2 separate regions of the Macaca mulatta genome follow, and region 1 is linked to region 2. Evidence: chromatin contacts called from public Hi-C data. All regions are on one chromosome and are shown on one strand. Each heading gives the region's core, a stretch centred on a gene start, on an enhancer-like site or on the middle of the called end of the contact. The rest is flanking DNA. Distances are from core to core; before and after follow the strand shown. Region 1 holds the start of NFKB2 (nuclear factor kappa B subunit 2). Region 2 holds the start of GBF1 (golgi brefeldin A resistant guanine nucleotide exchange factor 1).

The links. Hi-C and Micro-C count contacts between places; a contact is called where the count stands out from the background.
Region 1: a Hi-C map of fetal cortex germinal zone shows a contact between it and region 2, with 3 times the contacts expected there. The contact joins the promoter of NFKB2 here to the promoter of GBF1 in region 2. A contact is called at or near these places in 2 of 14 Hi-C or Micro-C datasets (fetal cortex germinal zone and liver).

Annotation. Positions count from the first base shown.
Region 1 is chr9:114,505,455-114,508,619 of T2T-MMU8v2.0, forward strand. It overlaps NFKB2 (nuclear factor kappa B subunit 2), which reads left to right and starts at 1,649. Exons shown (of 23, transcript XM_077947422.1): 1 at 1,649-2,157.
Region 2 is chr9:114,340,128-114,343,226 of T2T-MMU8v2.0, forward strand. GBF1 (golgi brefeldin A resistant guanine nucleotide exchange factor 1) reads left to right here and starts at 1,723. Exons shown (of 41, transcript XM_077947385.1): 1 at 1,723-1,996. It overlaps ELOVL3 (ELOVL fatty acid elongase 3), which reads left to right. Exons shown (of 4, transcript NM_001194552.2): 4 at 1-692. The coding sequence ends at 355. It overlaps PITX3 (paired like homeodomain 3), which reads right to left. Exons shown (of 4, transcript XM_077947410.1): 2 at 3,036-3,099; 3 at 2,660-2,862; 4 at 1,252-2,181. The coding sequence ends at 1,594.

The DNA.
Region 1 (3,165 bases), core at 399-2,898, 170 kb after region 2:
GCTCAAATGATCCACAAGCCTTGGCTTCCCAAAGTGCTGAGATTACAGGTGTGGGCCACCATGTCTGGCCTTAGTCCATTTTAAATAGGGTTAGGAATCTGACTTACCGGAGAAATGTAGTAGACAACATATCTGGATTTCAGCAAATTGTTTGGCAGAATCTTACGATATTTGTTTGAGAGGCCCACAGTAAGGTGGAAAGGGCTGCTTTGTTTTATATAAATTTAGGGGAAAGAGCTTCATCCTGGAGTCAACAGATTGGGTTTGAATCCTGGCTCTGCCCCTTCCTAGCTGTGTGTTTGGTTACTCCACCTCTCTGAGCCTTGATTTCTTCATCAGTAAAGGTAATATTCACCTCCTAGGGTTGTTGGGAGGGAGAATGAGAACTTCTAAAGTACTCGAACCTAGTGCCTGGGACACTATATTTGCAGGCAAGATGAAGGGGGGTGGGGAAGTAATAGGAAACAGACAGCCCAAATCGAGAGCCATAATAGTCTCTCTTAGTGCCAGTGCAGGCCTGTGATTCTGTTCTTAAAAACGTCTGGGGCAAGCTGCAGGAAAGATCCCAGATAGCCTATGTTCTACCATAAGCCTAAGGGAGGAGGACTCCAGGCATGGAGATTACTCATGGCACCTGCTAAGGAGAAACGCTACTGACCAGAGAGAGGTCCACTCATGTACTCGATACTTGGTGAATTCCTGTCCTGACCTCACTGCCTCTAGAAGTGTTCAGATGGAAACTGGAAGGTCTATAAGAGGCAATTTGGCAGGACACAGTGGCTCACGTCTGTAATCCAAGCATTTTGGAAGGCCAAAGTAGGAGGACCACTTAAGCCCAGGAGTTTAAGACCAGCCTAGGCAACGTAGTGAGATCCATCTCCACTAAAAATTTAAAAATTTGCCAGGTGTGGTGGTGTGCACCTGTAGTCCCAGCTACTCAGGAGAGTGAGAGAATCAGTGCACCCCGGAGTTCGAGGTTGCAGTGAGCCATGATCGCGCCACTGTACTCCAGGCCTGGGTGACAGAGCGAGACACTGTCTCAAAAACATAAATAAATGAAATAGGCCGTGTGCGGTGGCTCACGACTGTAATCCCAACGTTTCGGAAGGCGGAGGCCAGCGGATCACCTGAGGACATGAGTTCGAGACTAGCCTGACCAACATGGTGAAATCCCAACTCTACTAAAAATACATAAATTAGCCGGGCTTGGTGGTGGGCACTGTAATCCCAGATACTCGGGAGGCTGCGGCAGGAGAATGGTTTGAATCCAAGAGGCGGAGGTTGCAGTGAGCCAAAAGCGCCTCACTGCATTCCAGTCTGAGACTAAAAAAAAAGAGGCGATTTCCCACATCGGTGGAAATTTGAGCTGTTTAAACTCTGGATGCCTTTTTCAGTTCTAATATTCCAGATCTCCGTGGTGGATAAACACTTAATTTCCCTTCTCCTGCGCAGAGCTCCTGAGTCCTGGCCCGCTGGGAACCTATCACTTCTATAAAAGTCCGAGGTCCGGACTGTCTCTCCCGGAACCCTGAGGCTGATGAGACAAAGCGAGACAGGGGCCTGGGCCAAATGGAGTCTCCTTGCGGCCTCATGAAGGCCGCCAGAGGGCGCCCGGGACCGACCGCAAAAGCAACTTCCTTCCTCTTCCGCTAACTTCCCGGCAGCCCGCCGCTCAGGGTGGGGGCCCCGAGGGCTGGGGCCGTCGGCTTCCCCCTGGGGTTCCCCCGCTTCGGAGAAAGTCAAGCATTAGGCGCAGCCAAAGCCGAGCTGCAGCGGAAGCTCCCGGCCCAAGGTGGCGCTGGGTCAGCGGGTACCTTCTCGGCGGTCCCCTAGCCGGCCGAACTAGTGGCCTGTCGCCCCGCTGGTGGCCTGTCGCGCCTGGTGGCCTGTCGCCCCGCTCCCTACCCTGAGTGAGCCTGTCCCCTCTCAGGGGCGCGCCCGAGTCGCTCCGGGTTGGCTGCGCCAGTCCAGAGTTAAACTTTCAGCCAATGAAAAAGGGCGCGAGGCGTGACGCACGGAAACGTCATGGGAATTCCCCCCTCCGGGGGGCCGAGAAGGGGCTTTCCCGGCCCCAAGCCCTGCTGGCCGGCGAGGTGTCGCGACCGGTCCCAGGTGGGTCGGGCGCGGAGAGAAGCCGCAACCAGAGCCGCCGCCACGGTGAGTGGCTGGATTCAGACCCCTGGGTGGCCGGGACAAGAGAAGAGCGGGAGGAGGGCCTTTAGCGGACAGCGCCGGGGGCTGGAGAGCAGCAGCGGCGCGCAGGCAACGACACTCAGATCCACGTCGACATCCTTGTACAAAGACACACGGACCCGTACGTACACCTGTACCTGTGCTGGCGCACACACGGCAGCGTCCGTGCAGTCGCACTCGCACACACATGCACACGGAGACGTGCCCACCGGTGCACTGGTGCCTGCACCCACACCCTTCACGCACAAACTCAAGATACGCTCACCCGTGTCTGTACATCAAGACAGGCGCTGACACACACCCACACTGAGAAGCTCAGGACTCACCTGTCTACACACATGCTCGCTTGCACACTCATGTTGACGCCATGGACACACAACATGCACCCAAGCACTAGAGCCGAAACACACTTGTGGAGCTGTGATGGAGACACACGCTTGTATTGGGTGGGGAGCGTGCAGAGGTCTCCCTGTCGCCTGCGTGCCCAGAGCCGGTGCGGTGTGGAACCAGCTGCTGTTGCGAGGTTTGGGAAAAAGAGGAGCCGGAGGAGAAGACACTTTTCCCGCGGCCCCAGAATCGTGTTCTCGGGGCAGAACCCCGGGGCCTCCCACAGGAAAGAGCCCCCGCCTACAGGCTGTTCGAAGGGGAGGCCATCAGACAGCAGGAACGTCCCCCCAAAAGCCCCCGGGTTTATCAGCCGTGGCCTCCCTCCTGGCAGAAATTCCCAAGGTTGCTCCAGACCGGGGGAGGGGAGCGGGAGGCGGACTTGGCTCCAGACTGCCAACCTCCCCACGGCCGTGAGGGACCCTCCTGTTCCCTGCCCTGGAGGGAGGAGGGGGCTTAACCCCCACCGCGGCTCCCCTGACTCTCCTCTCCCTCTACCCGCTGAAAAGCAGCGGGAACCCGTAGACTGGCGAGGGCCTCCCGCCCCTCCCGTCGTGAGGGCGGTGCCACTGGCGTCATTTCCAGGCC
Region 2 (3,099 bases), core at 473-2,972:
GGTGTACACAAGCTTTGGATACAAGAACCAAGTGCCTGCAGGAGGCTGGTTCGTCACCATGAACTTCAGTGTGCATGCCTTCATGTACACCTACTACACTCTGAAGGCTGCCAACGTGAAGCCCCCCAAGATGCTGCCCATGCTCATCACCAGCCTGCAGATCCTGCAGATGTTTGTAGGAGCCATCGTCAGCATCCTTGCGTACATCTGGAGGCAGGAACAGGGATGCCACACCACGATGGAACACTTATTCTGGTCCTTCATCTTGTATATGACCTATTTCATCCTCTTTGCCCACTTCTTCCGCCAGACCTACATCAAGCCCAAGGTCAAAGCCAAGACCAAGAGCCAGTGAAGGGTTGGAGAGAACAGTGAAGCTCCAGTCTCTCTCTTCTTCAGGGCACCAAGAGGCTGGGCTTAGTTTTGGGAGAATGATTAGGTTGCCTTACCTGCATGGTTTCCCCAGAGGACGCGTGCCCCACGGTGGCTGGAATTTTTGAGACAAGAAGGGTGACCCTGGGATGGGGGTGTGGTCTGTTACTTTGATGTTTCTGTTTTTAATGTGAAGGCCAAGAAGGCCCTGGGATGGGGGGTGGGACGGAGGAGGGTCCCAAGAGCTGAGTTGTTTAATTTCTATCCAGAAATCTTTCTTCTTCTTGCTCTATTTTTTTAAATTAAATATTTCAACAAAATTTTGAGAGTTTGGGGATTTGGGGGGAAAGAGCGCTGCTACCAAGGGGATGATCGGCAGGTGGGACGCCTGAGGGTGTGTGGAAGGGTGAGAGGCACACACACAGACACTGAAAGAATCCTAGGCCTGGTAGGCACTTAATAAATGTTGTTACAGACCAGAATTTTATTGCTGTTAGAGGACCAAGCCCCTCATAGGAACAGTGAGAAACAGGCTCAGAAAGGCGGAGTAACTTTATCTAAAGTCATAGGCTCCCTGAATAGCAGAGCTGACACCTACAAGCATTGGAGACCAGATCTACCAGCTAGCCTCCCTGAGACCACGAGGTGGCGCCGCAGCACCGGCTGTGGCCGATGCCAGCCCGGTAGCTGGTTTCCCACGTCCCCCGCACTCACGCACCTCTTTGCTTCAAGAATCCCGGGCTGCCCCGACCTGGAGTGGGGGCAGGTGGTGAGTGGGACTGAATCCCTGGAAGCCTGGACCCTCACTTCGTTCCTGTACCTCCAGCTCGCCTGTAGACAGTGGGGGAGGATGAAGGGAAGAAGACTCAACCGCAACTCTGAATCATCACGCCTTCGACAGTCCGCGCACGTTTATTTCATTTATCTTTGAAAACGAGGGAGGGGAAGCCTGGAGAAGGCGGGATGGGCCAAGGGTGAGTTGGCCCCCGGGAAGCTGGTCCCTGTTCCTGGCTTTAGTCCCAGGGGCGCGGTCTGTGTATAGGGCCCAGTCCACCCCTCAGGGCTGGGAGGGGAAGGCCCTCTCCTAAGCCGGCGCCCCCCAGCTGACCAAACACCCCTTTTAGACCCTGGGGCGGGAGCAAGCCAGTCAAAACGACCCCAGTCCGAGGAGGCTGTGAATCGTCGCCCCCGCCCTCGGGGATGATCTACAGGCGGGGCCGCTCATACGGGCCTTTCCACGGCGTACTGGCAAGGACTGAGGTTGGCTGCCGGGGGCGGCCCGTGCACGGCGGGGTAGCTGAAGGAAGCGTGCTGTTTGGCTTTGAGCCGCAGGCTAGCCAGGCTCGAGTTACACGGGTCCCGATAGACGTAGGGGGAGGAGGCGGCAGCCGCGGCGGCGGCGGCGGCCGAGGCGTAAGGGCAGGACACGGCCCCGGAGGACACGGCGGCCGGAGCCAGCCCGGGGGGGCCCCCGCCCAGGCCCTGCAGGGCCCCAGGCCCTGGCACGGTGCCAGGGGCAGCCGCGGCGGAGGGCACCATGGAGGCGGCGATGGAGCTGGGTGGCGAGAAGACGGGCTGCGAAGCCAGAGGCCCCACGTTGACCGAGTTGAAGGCGAATGGGAAGGTCTTGGCGGCGAGCGGCGGGGCAAGCGCCTTGGGCGGCCAGTTGCCGTACGAGTAGCCGGGGTACACCTCCTCGTAGGGCGGCACAAGCCCCCCGAGCGGCGCCGCGAAGCTGCCCTTGCACAGCTCGGCCTGCTGGCTGCGCTCGCGCTTCCGCCATTTGGCGCGCCGGTTCTTGAACCACACCTGCGGGCACGGGAGAAAGGCGGTCAGGGCTCGGGGCCAAGTCCCAGCGGCTGGAGGGCGGGCCACCCCGACGAGGCTACCATCCGGGGCCCTGCGGTCAATAAACGAGATGAGGTGGCTGGAGACGGGGTAGGAGGGAAGGAGTGCACGGAGTCCGGGGTCGGAGAACAGAAGGCGCGGGCGGCAGGACCGAGTCATTGGCGCCAGAGTCTGGGGGGACAGTAGGATGAGGTCGAGTAGGGGTGGATAGGGGAAAGAGAGACGGTGTCAGGGCCGAAGAAGCGCGCGGTCCGGGTACTAGGGAGCAGTGGGAGCAAAGGCTGGAGGTTGGCGGGCAAGAGGCCGCATGGGGCTGCAGCCCGGAGCCAGGGTCCGGGGTCCGGGGGAGGGGAAGGTGGGGTGGAACCGCTGGCCGCCGGGTCGCAGGCTGAGTGCGGAGGGCCCGCGCGGGTGCGAGTCGCGGGTCTGGAGAGCATACCCGCACGCGGGCCTCGGTGAGGTTGGTCCACACGGCGATCTCCTCGCGCGTGCTCATGTCGGGGTAGCGGTTCCTCTGGAAGGTCGCCTCCAGCTCCTGCAGCTGCTGGCTGGTGAAATGCGTGCGCTGCCGCCGCTGCTTCTTCTTCAGCGAGCCGTCCTCGGGGGAGCCGCCGGGCAGCGAAGCCGAGGCCTTCTCTGAGTCTGGGGGGCCAGGGTGGGGGCAGGTCACAGGGCGCCCAAGCCTGCACGGATTCTCGGGCTCCGGGACCTCCTAAGCCACCCGCTGGCTCCCACCTGAGCTGCGCAGCCGGGGTCCCACCCGCACTGGGGATGAAGCTGTTATCTCCTGCACTCCCGGAAGGGGGCGCGCTTACCGCTGTGCTCCTGGCCCTTGCAGCCGTGCTCTGGGAGCTGGGGGTGCGGAGTGCCCGCGTCTGA